Regions from separate parts of the Arachis hypogaea genome. Here region 2 is linked to region 1. A link is a contact called in public Hi-C data. All regions are on one chromosome and are shown on one strand. Each heading gives the region's core, a stretch centred on a gene start, on an enhancer-like site or on the middle of the called end of the contact. The rest is flanking DNA. Distances are from core to core; before and after follow the strand shown. Region 1 holds the start of LOC112783390 (CDPK-related kinase 5). Region 2 overlaps LOC140182673 (a long non-coding RNA gene).

Region 1 (7,783 bases), core at 3,090-5,589:
TATGCTGCCATTTTTGCTTGGTTCTAACAATGCAAATTGCTCCCTTAGATAATAGAGTTCATCAGCAGTTAATGTCTTGGACAAGGCCTGCCAAAGAGATGAATATAAATAACTAACATAATAAAAAGTTAAAAGAAAGAAGTTTACTAACTAGCACTGAGAATTATTATATATCATTTCAAAACTTTGGTTCAACCCGATAATCAGCATCAAATATACGCACCCTTAAAGCAGCCTTACGCAAGGATGATGATCGCATATAGATTTTCATGAGCTTAAATATTAAAAGATCAAGTGAGACTTTTACATTATTGTAATTCCTTATCCAAGGGTGACCTGCAAGCACAAGATTAGAACTGGTTGTTCAAAAGAATGTATCACTACTTGACACTTAATGATATTAGAGCCATAGACCTAGCACGAAAAGAACTCACTTAGAGCTTGAGAAGCAGATATTCGTTTCCGTGGATCCTTATTCAGTAGGCGTTTGACAAAATCTTTTGCTTCTGTAGATAAAGAAGGCCAAGGAGCCTCATCGAAGCTGGGATCAGCTTTCAAAACTGCCCTAAAGATACCAGACTCCGTTCGGGCCCAAAATGGGCGACTACCACACAAAAGAATATATGCGATCACGCCTATGCTCCACACATCAGCCTCAGTGCTGTATGATCTATGGAGAACTTCTGGGGCCACATAGTATGCACTTCCAACAATGTCATTAAGCCTTTCATCTGTAAGTCATTGAAAATAATTAAGACCATTCCAAAAATCTATTGAGGGAAAAGATACCATACCAATTAAGGACGTGTATGGGGAGACCTGGTCGGACAAAGTCAGATAACCCAAAGTCAATTGCTTTTAATTCTGACTCTGAACTTTCATCCTTCGACGTATACAGAAAATTCTGAACAAAGAAATGCCAGGGGTTTAGGCCCAGTTTCGGTAACCAACTTAATTAAGCTCCTTTTGATAAAATAACTTAAACAATAAATGATTCTGTTAAAAGTAACTTATAAATAAGTTATTTTGTGTTTGGATTTTTAACTCTAAAGTGCTTATTTTATAGAAATGTGATGAAAAGTAGAAGTATTATGAGAGAAGTCATTTTTTTTAACTTCTCTATAAGCTCCTAAATAACTTCTTAAAAAGTTACAATTTAGTTTTGAAAATTGCACCAGACATTAATACTACTATTTTTCATAAGTCAAAAGTTTAAAAAAGTTACTTCTAAAGTTTCCAAACGAGCCCTTAGTAAACAACAGCCTCCAAAATGAGATCCCATCCAATAATTTAATTGAACCTTGACTACAATAGTTATTTATACACAAACAACGAGTTTCAGTGAAAAAGTAATTTTTCATAAAAAAAAAAAATCATCTTTTCTTATTTGCTTCATTTTCTTAGAAAATGTCTATATTGAGAAAAATGAGTTTAACACTTGAGCCAGAGCCCGAATGATTGCTGCACTAGACGAAACTTAAAACCACTTAGGTCATACCCATGGATTATACTGGCCTATGTACAGCAACCTAATGATATTTCGAGAAAATCCAAAATCCATGCAAAACTGTTAACAGCGGACCTCAAGTAAAGGCTGTTAAACCAATTCTAATGTTAGTACCATGTCCCATTCCAATGACATACATGAATAATGTAGAGCAAAACAAATAGTTCAATTTACCATTTGAAATAAAAAAAATAATAAAACAAATTCTCAAAAGCTAAATACCTACCACTGGGTTACCATTAAGGTAATTAGGATTAACCAACCCATGCTCTGCATAGCTATTGTATCAAATGAATCTGTGGCAAAAATCAAAGAAGACAAAAGGAAAAGAGTTACCTCTGGCTTAAGATCTCGATGCACCACACCTTGAAGATGACAAAATGCAACAACATTTAGTATTTGTACCATCACAGCCTTCGCATCATCTTCTGAGTATTTCCCTCCTCTTAAAAAATAAAAATTTCAAACAAACAGACAAACATAGAACTCGTTAGTGGCATGGTTCAATTCCAAGGTCTTTTGTTTTCTTTTTTTCTTGGGGGGACGGAAGGGCAGGGGGCAGTATTGTTCCTGCTTTATAACGTACTTTGATAGTATCCTATCCAAAAGCTCGCCACCTTCGCATAACCTGAAATATGAACAGTATCAAGTGAATTATGAAAAAGTTGGGAAAAAATAAATGAAAAATAAATAAAAGCTCTCACATGTGATGCACATTCAATCAACAAAAATAAGTAATCAAACCTATTATACCATCTTGGTGTTACCAAAAATAGTGTCTAGGGTTGTGACAGAATACTTCATTGAAGAATAAATTATTAGCTTCCTTTCCATAAGTTTTGTCTTCGCTAGAATTGCGAGTGCACTACTGTTATGATATCATTTGAAAAGGAAACAGATGCCCAAAACTTACTCCATCACAATGTAGACATTATCTTGATCTTCAAATGCATCATAGTATTGTACCAGATTCTTGTGTCCGTTCAAAGCTCGCAATATCTTAACCTCCCTTCTCACATCTTCAATTGCAATTGCTGTTGTCATCTGGCAACAAAATGGGTGAAGATTAAACCATAATTTTGACCTCTATATATGGTTCACAATAGTGTAGAAGTTGCAACAAAAGTTATACCAAGTATCTAGACAATGCCACTGTGGAGAAGTCCAAGCTTTTCATACAATAAGAACAATATCATCCACAGCAATTTCAATTTGCTATAAGAAATGTTCCAACAAGTTTATCACAAAGCATCCAAGTTCAACATTTAACAATTAGAATGGATTAGGTCAATGCCGAGCTATGCTACTCAATTTTCATGACTCCGGAAGATCAAACAAATACATACGACTTCAAGGATTTCGAAAACCATCCACTGAAAGAATCCTCAGAAAGTAAATAAATAAATCATTACACAAAAGACCAAACAGAAAGACCTAGTGTTTGGAAGCTGTATGAGACACAGACAAAAACAAACGAATACACAACCCTGTAATCATCATAACAATAATTCCCCGCGGAAAATACTTCCTAGCTTTAATATCTTTGCATAAAATAATAATCATAACAATAATAAAACTCAAGCTTTGTCTAGCAGACAATGTAAATCACCCCCAAATGACTAAGCATTTGCAACAATTCACAATCCTCAACAAAACAAAAACAAATCAAAAAACAAGTGCAAGTTTGTAATCATGATGAGTCTATAAGGAACTAAAAAGTAAAAACACATGAAAGGAGACAAAAAAGAGGATCAAATTATTGTTATTAACCTTAGCTTTTGGGATGACTTTAACAGCAACTTGCTGACCCTTAAGCTCACCCTTCTTGTACCTAGCAGAACAAGTATACCCAAAATGCCCTCGACCCACTTCTTCCCCAACCTCAAGCCTACTAGTGAACTCCTTCGAGAATCCGAATCTCTTATCCAAATCGGCGGCGCCTCCTCCGCCGTCCTCCTCTCCTTCCTCCGGTATTGCCGTTGCCGCCTTCTTTCCCTGCCGTCTAGCCAACACAGCCCTTATGTGCTTCGCCGGCGACGGAGGCGGGAACGGTCGCCTGAAAAACCTCCTCGGCGTCGAGCTGGCACTCTTGTTCCCTCCTCCGGTCGCCGGAGACTTCTTGAGGAAGCGTGCAGGGCTTGGGCTGTAGAAGGGGAAGAACGGCGACTGTTTACCGGCGATGACGTCATCTTTCCGGTCACCGGGGGGAGTGAGAGGGGTTCTGGGGATTTGTTGTGAGGGATCGTAAGGTTCAGCTTCAGGTTCCCGAGAAGCGTAAGGGTTGGGTTTGTGAGGCTTTGAAGTGCAAACCCCCATTGTTGGAAAACGGTTAGAGAAGCTCGCTTAGTGAAGAATTGGTCATGACATTGCGGGGAAAATTTTCTGGGTTCCGTTCAGCTTCCGCTAAAATTTCGAACTTTACAAAGTTGGGAAGAGGGTCGAAGATTTTGAGGAATTCTATGTTTGGATGGAGAGAGAGAGAGAGAGAGAGAGAGAGAGAGTGTGTGTGTGGTGGCTTTGTTGGGAAGATGAAGATGGAGATGAAAATGAAGAAGGTGAGCAATCTCATGGGACACGTGGCATGCACGTGAGCGTTGATGATGTTTGGGTGTTCATTGAATTAGGAAAGAGTAGTTCTTGTGTTGATGAATTATGAATATGAACGAACGAACGAATGAATGAATAGCGAGTTGAGGCAAGTGAGAAGATGGGGATTGTAATTGGAGTAATTGTGTGTTGTGTTTTGCAGTTTGCATTGGTTGCCACAGCTTTGGCTACTACATATTGTTTTTCCACTTTTGAGTTTTGACTGATCAACAACTACGCCGTACCAAGAGAAATGCACCAATTATTATAGTACATTATTTAGAAAAAAAAAATATAATTAGATTTTGGAAAATTTTGATCTAGAATTAATTAATTTTTTAAAAGAGAAAAATATTAATTAGATCTTTTAGCATAATAAATGATGGACATATATGTTCTTTCGCTAATGAATAACGCAAAATAAAACATCATTGTACATGGGCATGAAAATCGGTTGTTGTCATATAAGTATAAAAATAATATAATTTTGGATAATAAAATATTTATTATATTTTAATTTTTTATATAATATTTATCAATTATTTTATATTATTATAAATTTTTGTTATAGACCTAACAATTTTTCATAAATAAATATGTGATAATAATTAATGATACATGTAAGTATTACTGTTAAGTTTTATACAATAATACATATATAGTGTCCACCATTATTTATTATTATAGAGATTAAATTAGTAGTTTTTTTAGCAATTAATTAGTTTAAAGTTGAATTTTTTAGGAACTTAATTATTACTTTACTTAAAAAATAATAAAAAAAAAAAGATTGTGTTGTGTAGAATGTATTACATAGTGAATTTTAAAACATATATATTTTAGATTAGAGATTTTGAATTTATTTGAGATCGGAGATTTTGGATTTAAGTTTTATAGAGAAATATTATTTAATTTAAGATTTTTTTTTAATATATCAATGAATTGAAGGTATTATTTTAAAATTTTAATTTTAATGTTGTAAAATATTTTATATATTTAATAAGGGTTAAGTACTGAAATCGTCCCTAAGGTAAGTGGCGAAAATCAAATTCGTCCCCGACGTTTTTTTGCTATTAAAATCATCCCGAACGTTCAGAAACACTTTAAAATCATCCTTTCCCGAATTTTTGGACAAAAATACCCTTGACTATTAATAAAAAAAAAAAAAACCCTACCCCCACCCTCGCCCATCAGCATCTCTTCGCTTCTCTCTCCCCCCCAACCCCCCAATTTCCCTTCCTCCTACACCCACCCCCAAACCCCACCCCCAAATCCCATCCCATCCCATCTCATCATCATCATCATCATCATCATCAGTTCCCACTCCCTCACCCCCATCACTGTCGCCCCCTCACCCCTTCACCGCCGCCGCCTCACCCCCTCACCGCCGCCGCCCCTGCGTCCAACCCGCCGCCGCCCCTGCGTTCAACCCGCCGCCGCTCCGCGTCCAACCCTCCTGCCGCACCATGGGTCCAACCCCCCGAACCGCACCGCACCACCGCTTCTTCTTCTTCTTTTTTTTTTCTTCTGTGAACTGAATTTGTTGAATCTTTGGACTGGATTTTTTGTAAAATTTGTTATGCATGTTTGAATTTTCTGTTGATGATGATGATGATGAACATGAAGAGAGGGGCATGAGAAAGGGGGTGGGGGGAGGTATTACAGTGAGGGGGTGAGGGAGTGGGTGAGGGGGAGGTGGTGAGGGGTAGGGGGTGAGGGATGGGGGGTTACAGTGAAGGGGTGAGGGAGTGGGTGAGGGGGTGGAGGATTACAGTGAGGGGGTGAGGGAGTGGGTGAAGGGGAGGCGGTGAGAGGTAGGGGGTGAGGGGGTGGAGGGTTACAGTGAGAGGGTGAGGGAGTGGGTGAGGGGTAGGGGTAAGGGGGTGGAGGATTACAGTGAGGGGGTGAGAGAGTGGGTGAGGGGTGGGGGATGAGGGGGTGGAGGGGTGAGGGGTGGGGGTTTACGGTGAGGGAGGGGGTGAAGGGGGGGGTGGGGGGTTACCGGAGTGGGGTTAAGGTGTTGGTGTTTGTGTTTGTGTCTATGATGGTGGTGGTGGTGGTGGTGGTGGTGGTGATGATGGTGGGGTGATGAAGGTGAAGAGGAGAATAATGATGATGAGGGTATTTTGGTCCAAAAATTTGGGAAAGGATGATTTTAAAGTGTTTCTGAACGTTCGGGATGATTTTAATAGCAAAAAAACGTTGGGAACGAATTTGATTTTCGCCACTTACCTTAGGGACGATTTCAGTACTTAACCCTTTATTTAATTATATTCTTTTTTTCTTTTGGATTATCATATACATAATTAAAGTAAAAATTAGTTATTTTTTATTAATATATTGTTACATAATTAGATATATGTATAAATTATTTTATATAGTATTTTAAAATTAAATTTTTATCTTGAGGTGAGTTTGTATTTCCGTCTTCATTTTTCAGAGTTTAAGTATAAAAAAATTGGATAAATTGACTCAAAATAATCTCACACTAAAGTTGTACGTGTATAACATTTTTGAATATATAGAAAATATAAAATAATTTGTGATGATAAGAAGGGTAATTGTCAATGATGAATAGGAGACAAGACTACAAAACAACTGAATAATAACCAACCAAAAATGATGATGATTTAATAACACCAAAATAAGGGTATGCTTAATTTGAATGGTTAAGAAACAGGAGAGTGAAGTGCACACAACCGAGTTAATAAATGAGAGGGGATAAATGTTTAATTATTATTAATTTTTTGTTTGCTTTTAAAAGTTCCTTGCTTACTCTTCCCTTCATCTCCACCAACTACTACTATTATTGTTAGCAAGAGTTAAGTAAACTCCAATTTAAGAGCTTTTAATATTGTGTTGACATTATTAATATAATATGGGGCATGCTTTATTTTTGTTTGTTTGGCATAAATTAGACATGAGCAAAACTCAACGCCCTTCCCTAACAAAGTAACAATCAACTCATTATTAATATATGTGCATATTCTTTGTACCATGGTCTGTATACGATAATAATAATAAGGGTCCATCTAGTGTACAGATGCATTTTGGTACAGATTTATAGATTTTTATTTTTATTTGGTTGTTTATTGATTTAAAAGCGTATCACTAAAAGTGTTGCTTAGAGAAAAAGTGTTACCCTTAATCGTTAAGTTGGCTCTTATACCAATTTTTTAACATTCGACTTTTCTTTCCTTTTTGAAATTAATTCTTCATATTTTACTTCAAATAAGATTATAATTTGTATAGATTCAATTGGTGGTGCAAATTTATAATCTAAAGTATTGACCATTTTTATTATTTTTCTTGTGTGATTATTTATTATTAGTCCTTGATTTATAATTCTGATTTTTATAGTTTTTCAATCTTGTTTTAGTTTATAATATTCTTTTTTACATGGATTATTATATATAAAATCTTTTATCTGTTTGTCTTTTTCTTTAATATAATTTCTCAAATCCTCAAGAACTTCTTTTATTTCTACACTTTCTGTTGTTTCTAAATATCTTTTTAATTTTTCAACTTCATTCTCCATTTTTTCTTTCAACAGTTTTAATTCTTTTAAGTCATAATATGGTTTTCCAGGCATTTATAAATTTTTTAAGTTTAATTCCAACTTGTTTATATTTATTCTTATTTCTATCCTTTTTATTATAAGGTCATCAATTTCGATCTGAAAATTATTTAATT
Region 2 (7,783 bases), core at 1,407-3,906, 600 kb before region 1:
TTTCATAACCTTGAATGGAAGTGTGGGATGAATCACACCTCTATCTGCTTGTTACTATTCTATTGTAGCTTATGTGATAGTAGTTGTTCTACTTTGTTAATCACTCGTGATTAGTTTGATAGGTGATAGATGCAAGTGCAAAAGGAAACTTGTGCTGTTTCAGTTATCTGGTTGTGATCATAATTGTCAAACAGAATAGGTCTATATACATGCTTTTTTGCTGTGGCAGATTTATTTTATTATTTTAAATATTGCTGCATATTTGAACTGCTTCTTCTGTTGGTGGTATTTAGTTGGAGCTAAATTATATATGTTACCATATATATTTGCTGGAAATATGAATGTTGCATTCATATGAGTATATAGATGTATGTTAAAGCGGTGCACTTGTCTTGTAAGGTTGAATGTTGATGTATGGTTTTTAATGTGGTAGCCTGAAAAGACATTTTTTGTATACGAGTGCTTAATTTAGAGATGGAAGTGTATAAATTTGTTCTTATCTCACATTATTTGTTGAGTGGCCAATTGCGATTCCTTTGCTGAACAGTGGTCGGTGAATGGAGAAACTTGTGTTGGAATCTTAGCGTTGAGGGATATTGAGCAGGAGGGGTTTTCACCATTTACTTATTCCTTTTATATGACTATATTCCTTTCTTTATTTTACTTGGACCTGCATCTTTGTGTTATGCACCTCTATGGCATTACCCATTAGTGGACAGCAAGCTTTTCCACCTTTCTTTGGGTCCCCTTAATTTTGTGAAAAAGATTTAATTTACACCATAAGTATTATGAACTATTGAGCTAAGAAGGAATGAAGTTGATGAAAAAATGTTTAGTACAATAAGATTCTCAAAATTAACAAAATTAACTCAAAAAATGTAGTTCACAAAATTAACTCCTTAGAGATTGCAACAGTAAGATTCTCAAAAACCTTCACTCAAATCGATTTTTTCTTTCTCCTTCAAACTGTTATAAAGATAACAAACATTTAAGATAGGTCGATTTTTTTCCCCTGCATGTCAACAAGTAACTCAATCAGTGCAACATTAACAACCTTTTAGCACATTCTCAGCGACCTTAGCTTGAAACTAACGGACAGAAAATTAAATTTGATAAATGAACTTGCAATAACATTCATTAATAATATCTTCTTCAAATTTTTATTCCTTGTTTTACATAAAAAAAAAAAATTATTTTTGCTATGGTTCTGGTAAAGTTTATTAGCGTAACTCTTGTATACTAGTTTATTATTGTCATTTTTTGATAATATAAATTTATTAATCTCCTTACAAAAAACAAAGTAAATAAAAATTAAATAATAACTGAAGATAAAATTATAAATAATTATAATTTTTAGTTTATAATAGTATCAAATACAAGACTTTCGAGAGTACTAAAAAATTTTTGATTAACATAATTTATTAAACTATGCTTTGCTATATTTTTCATATTTTTTTTGTTTTTCGTATAAACTATATTTTATGATTTCATATATATTATTCTTAATTTATACATTTATAAAAATTACTTAAATATTCATCTTGAACTAATCAATTAACGTAAAATATTTATTAAATTTCATGTCCTCCGACTCAATTTTCACTTAAAACAGATTTTGAAAATTATCAACTAAACGACATTTATTTTATTATGATTTATCCTAATATAAAGTTATTAATCATAAATCACATTAATACCAATGTACTTATAACTAAAATCAATTTCACAAAAAAAAAAAATTTAATACAAATTTTAATCTAAACACACACTACGTTGTTAGCACAATACATAACTAGAACACGTTATCGATAAACTACACTAAATCGACTAAATTTCTATTTTAGGGCCTTAGCTTACACAACGAACAATATTCACAATGAAATTTTTTTTCTCAGATATTTTTCAAATTAGTTTTTTATTGAAATCTTTTACTCAATTACTTACATAATTTAAACAAAAAATTTGTTCCGTACTATCAACTAATAATCGTTAAATTTATTCACCAATTTTACGCCTGTAAGTGTTCAACCATTCTCATTCTTACCTTCTGCCTAACTTTTGTATTTTTTTGGGAATCCTTACCTTCCTTCCAAACCAACAGATAGTAAACACCACTTCCGACCGGATGAAAAAATTTAACGGATTTCCACCGGTAAAACCCAACTCATTAGATGTCTTTAGTCCATTAGTGATACCCATTGAATGATAGTCCAATCCTTCGCACTCAAACCTTAAATGGGCCACACATATCTTCCTGCAGCCCACAACCATTTCGGCTCGGCTAAAGTGCTATTGCACTTCTGCAGCAAATTCTGGCTCCACATACGTAGGCTTCTTTAAAATTGGACAAAACCGACAATTACTCTCAACATGCACAGCATAACTTCCACACCATTTGCTATCCCACCCAACACTCTATTGATGGGATTTCCACACAAGAAAGTGTCCCATCAATCCCTGCCCTTCTAATATTTTACATTATATCTTTGCGGACATACCAATGGAAACACTGCTGTTCTGCAAAAATACATGGGCACACGTGAACACCTTCCTTATATTATATTCTGACATAAAAAAAGTGGCATATTACATGTCTTTGAGCCTTTAGTTGAATGACAAAATATAATGTTTTTTAATATTCTTCATCCGGGATCGATCCCCGGCAATGACCGAGTAATAAATGACAAAAAAAAATAATAACATATCATATGCCTATCGAACAACCACATTCGAATTTGAATTTGACTTTAGCTGTAGTGAACAAAAAAAAAAAAATTCATATGGTATAGTGCGGATTTGTTATATTATAAAGACCGAACAAAAGTAGCTAGATAAAAATTTACTATGTGCTTCAACTTCCAAGATATTAGAGACAAAGAAAGACAATAAAAATAATTTGTATTATATTTCATTATAGTGGATAGAATTAAAAAAGGATCGTTGTCTATCCTTATTAGAATGGGCAAGTCACATAAATATGTATAAAATACCAAAATTGTCAATTCTAATTAAAATATAAAAATTTCTTCTAACCTATAGTTTCTTTCTTGTATTATTAGGCTAGCATTTTTAATCTAATCACTTTTATTTTCAATGTTCCCTTCATATGTAAGAGAAAAGAAAGAGAGACAGAAGAGAGAAAGAATAACCGCGGAAGAAAAGGAAAAAAAAACAGACGAAAGAGGAGAAAATCAAAATATAGAGAAAGTATAAAATGATGAAAAGGTAAAAGAGGTAAAGTAACAAAGAACAAAAACGAAGGAGGAGGTAGTGAAGAGAAAGGACAAGGACAAGTAGAAGAAAAGTAAATTCATTTAGAATTTTGCTAAGGAGCTAATGAGATATCTGTACAATGTGTACAATGGGCTATTTATTTAGTCCAATTTGAGTTAAAAATGAAAATTACCCACGTTTACTCTAATTTTAAAAGTGTTATTTATTTTTGTGTTCACTACCATTGTACACATTGTATACCAATTACATTGGCTCTTCATACTTTTCCATTCAGAATTATGAAGGAAGAATAAAGATCTGATCCAAAATACTTCATTAAGTTTGTGTCTACAATTTTTTCTTCTTTCGTGTTTCTATCCTAACAATTAAACATGTTTTATTTTTCGAGTAAATGTTCAATTTGGTCTCCGATATTCAAATCACGCATCAATTAAATTCTTGACTTTTGTAAATGTCCAACTACGTCCTTTAAATTGAAAAACGTAAGTCTCCATTGGTCTCCGAGTAAACTGCCATCTTAATAGTGCTGACGTATATTGTTAAGTGCCATCCTGACAATATAAAAAGGGCATCGTTCAAGGAGAACCCACCTGAAACCTGCCTCATCCTTGTTGAGACCCAGAGTTTCCATCTCCCCTTTCTTCTTCTCCATCAACACTTCATTCCAAGAAGACATTGCCACTGGAGACTTCTTCACCACATGTTGCAAGATGCCGAGACCGAGCCTCGCACTCTGTGCCCCTGACCGTCTCCTGAAGTCATGTTTGCTGTCGCATATACATTGCCACGTAAGGCCATCACCGTGCCTCCCCGATTTGAAAAACCAGAGTATCATCTTAATCGGTGACCCCTAATCCGCCTTAGAAGTCTCTTTGACCTCTTGCCCGTCCGCATGTCGTGTCCTCCTCCTTGAAGATATTTCTGCTTCGGCGCTATTGTGACACCACTCTTCTCCTCCGGCAGCAATTTTTCATCTGCGGTTAATGTCGTGGCAACCACTCCCATGAGGTCAGAGAGAGAGAGAGAGAGAGAGAGAGAGAGAGAGAGAGAGAGAGGCATCAGAATTCAAGGATATGATAATAGTGACGGTGATGTGGGAGTGAGGGTGAGATAATGAAGTAGGATAGTTAGTGAACGTGAGGATGGAGGATGGATGATGATGGGTTATGGGTATGCAAAGGACAAGGATAAGTTGAATGAGATGGTGGAAATGGGTGAGGCATGATGATGATGGAGACAAGAACAAAATGATGGTGGTGGTGGTGATGGTGAGAATTGGTGAGGACACAATGGTGTTGATGATAGAGACAAAGAATAAGTACTGGTCGTAGTTTTGGTAACGGCAATTTACTCCAAGACGAAAGAGATTCATGTTTTGGAATTTAAGAGACCTAATTTGTAAGAACCGGAGTAACGATTTTAATAAAATAATAATTTTTAACTGCACAGACTAGGTTCAAAAATATAGAAATGATATTTTGTAAATAAAAAGGTGAAATCTGAATTCAATAAATTTTTTTGAGTGGGAAAATGTATCTTTTACGAATTTTTTTTTTATAAAAATACGTACTGGCACTTAAGCCGGCAGTATTGGCTCTAGTTTGACCAGTACCGCGTATTGAGACAAATATAATTTTGAAAATTGAATTTATTGTTTTAAAAGGATAAAAATAATTTAGAATAAAAAACCGGGCGCTAATTTTAAAGGTTTTGGCCCAAAGTGGGTCAAACGGGGTAAAAATGCTAACAGATTGGAGCCGGCTCTAGTTTGACAAGTACCGCGTATTGAGACAAATATAATTTTGAAAATTGAATTTATTGTTTTAAAAGGATAAAAATAATTTAGAATAAAAAACCGGGTGCTAATTTTAAAGGTTTTGGCCCAAAGTGGGCCAAACGGGGTAAAAATGCTAACAGATTGGACCGGGCCCAAGTTGGGCCCAAATCCAACATATCTAAATCTCTTTTAATGAGCATTCAACTCATTTTACCCTAAATTGAGAGAGGACAGACGCTGAGATGAGTGGAGAGGAGAAGGCAGAAGAACACTATTCACCTTCATCTTGTTTCACTCATAACTTTTGATCCGGAGCTCCAATTGACGAGCCGTTTACGGCTACGCAAAGCTCTTGCTGAGTCCGTCATTTATAATGAAGGTTTGTAGGTAGAAACTCAAAATTCCCACTCTAGTTTGTGATGATAATTGTGATATAATGATTGTGATGTGATGATATTGTAAATTATGAGGAATTAGATTGTGTAAATTATTGGTATGAAAATATTGAATTGGAATTATAGATTTGTGTTGATTTATGATGGAAAAGTTGAGTAAATTAGGTGTAGAAGTAATGAAAATACAATGAAATGGTAAAGTGTAGTATGTGATAGTGTTTTGTGATAAAATTGGGTATGTTTTGGTTTGGTTTGATTTGGAATTTAGGAACTAGAGAACTTTGATATTTTTGTGTAAAACTTGATTTTTGGTGAACTTTGGTGGATCATAACTTGAGCCTCAAACATTGAAATTGAATAATTTTTATTTTAAATTAAAGATGATTTCAAGAGATTTAAAATGATATAAAATTTGAGGAAAACAGGGTGTTACATTTATGGTATCAGAGTAGTTTGTCCTCGTGAGCCTGAGGGATGGACCAATTGTGCTTTGTTGCACACTCTGGGTCGTTTTTCTTTCGTGCTATTTAGGATATCTGTTTGATATGCATATCATGTTTGTTTGTGAGTACTTTTGGGAAAATTGAAGCACCGAGCTTGGGATATTGAGACTGATCATCTTGATATTGATTGTTTGGTGTGGAAAAGAAACCCGAATGGCAACTCGCGGATGAGGTCAATCACATTAACGGAGAGATAGTGAGGATGATTAACCTAGCTAATGCATTACGAGCTCAACATATTCCGGAAAACCAGTTCGTGGATTTTGCGGCATATCAGTTGATGGGTGAGGTTTAGCATTGGCGGCAGGGGAAGTTCCAACTGATGCAGCTATAGAATGAGGAAATAATTTTGTAGTTTTTAATTAGAATTTTCAATTTCTAACCAGTATGGCCTTGAATCATGCTAAAAAAGTTTAAAGCTTAGAATTATTTTCAAATTTGGTTTGGAACCTTTGGTTTAAATGATTTGGTTTTGAATTTGGGTCGGAACTCTTGGTTTGAATAATATGGTTTACAAATAAAAGTGAGTTCTATGATTTTGTTAATTTGTGCATTTGGTTTGTAATTTAACTCATCGGAAAGGATTTAAATTTGAAAAGCTATGATGTAAGGATTTTAATGAATTTAAGAAAAATCATGATTTAAAGTAATTAATTTAAGAATAAATAATTTTTGAGTCTTTTGAAAAATTTTTAACAATGAATTAGTTTAGATTGAACTTGTTTTGAAGGTTTTGAAAAATGTTATAAAAGCAGTATTTGGTTTAAAGGAAAATTTATGTTCCATGTAGTGGAGTAATTCGAGTTATTAGTGACGAATAATTAGAGTGACGCAGCGGAAGGCAAATGTAAGGTTCTCAGTATGGTAACAGTGCCCAATATATAAGATATAAGGTTTCGGGATGCCAAATGTGGTGCAGGAATTCAAATTTCCCAACAGCTTAACCGGCAAATACACCGGGTCATCCAAGTAATACCTCAGGTGAGTGAGGGTCGATCCCACGAGGATTGTCGGACTGAGCAAGCAGTGGTTGTCAAGTTTGACTTAGTTAGGTGAATCAGAAAACGGTTTTGAAGGTTGAAATCGCATAGAACAATAAATAAGCAAATAAAGAAAGCAATAAACAGTTTGGTGTGAAAGCAGTGTGAGAAAACAGTTAAGGCTTCGGAAATGTTTATCTTTCTGGATTAAAAGTTCTTACCAACTATTTTAACAATGCATGATTTAGCCTAATCTCTTAGTGATTTAGCCTCCTCTAATCTTCATTAACCGCCACTCTCGTGGTCACTTAATTCCGATTAGAGGGTTAAGTTCAGAAGACTAGTTTAACGCCACAAAACCCCTAATTACCCAAAGCTAACAGGATCTTATGTCACATATCCCAATTAGTTCATGTAATTAGCAATTTAGGAGGAATTTGTTTTCAAGCTGTAGTTCAAGCCAGATAACTCTCTTGAGAATCATAAGAACTTAAGTAGAAAAAGGGACATACTCTCATTCCACCCAATTCATAAGATTAAGAACGAAAACAATACTTAGAATTGAATCAATACATTAATTAAAATAGAAAAGCAATAGTTCTAATCCATAGAAATAAACAGAGCTCCTAACCTTAAACTGTTGCTTGTCCTCAAGCAACCAAAACAATATAGGACCAAGAAGAGAAAACGCTTAAGACTTTGAGTTGTCATTTAAGCTCAGATCTAGTTACTGAATAGGGCTTATGACACTCTAATTCTGAATAGGTTCAGCATCTCATTATCCTTTGGAGCTCAGAAGTATTTGTGCCCTTCAAAACTAGAATTCGGATGATATTATAGATTCTCTTCTTTAGGCTCTAATTGATTCTTGAACACAGCTCTTTTTCTTTTATT

The links. A called contact is a pair of places that touch in the nucleus more often than the background predicts.
Region 2: a contact with region 1 is called in a Hi-C map of leaf, with 4 times the contacts expected there. The contact joins the enhancer-like site here to the promoter of LOC112783390 in region 1. A contact is called at or near these places in 2 of 8 Hi-C or Micro-C datasets (leaf and an unstated tissue).

Annotation. Positions count from the first base shown.
Region 1 is chr20:72,499,933-72,507,715 of arahy.Tifrunner.gnm2.J5K5, reverse strand. It overlaps LOC112783390 (CDPK-related kinase 5), which reads right to left and starts at 4,339. Exons shown (of 11, transcript XM_025826324.2): 1 at 3,278-4,339; 2 at 2,421-2,551; 3 at 2,094-2,135; 4 at 1,844-1,952; 5 at 820-904; 6 at 435-731; 7 at 224-336; 8 at 1-87. The coding sequence starts at 3,823.
Region 2 is chr20:73,099,869-73,107,651 of arahy.Tifrunner.gnm2.J5K5, reverse strand. LOC140182673 (a long non-coding RNA gene) reads left to right here. Exons shown (of 2, transcript XR_011878683.1): 2 at 1-228. Among protein-coding and RNA genes, the nearest start is that of LOC140182673, 4.4 kb to the left of the region's middle. Within about 2 kb of position 2,656, at least 1 of the 3 cell types and tissues checked has open chromatin away from gene starts, as enhancers often do.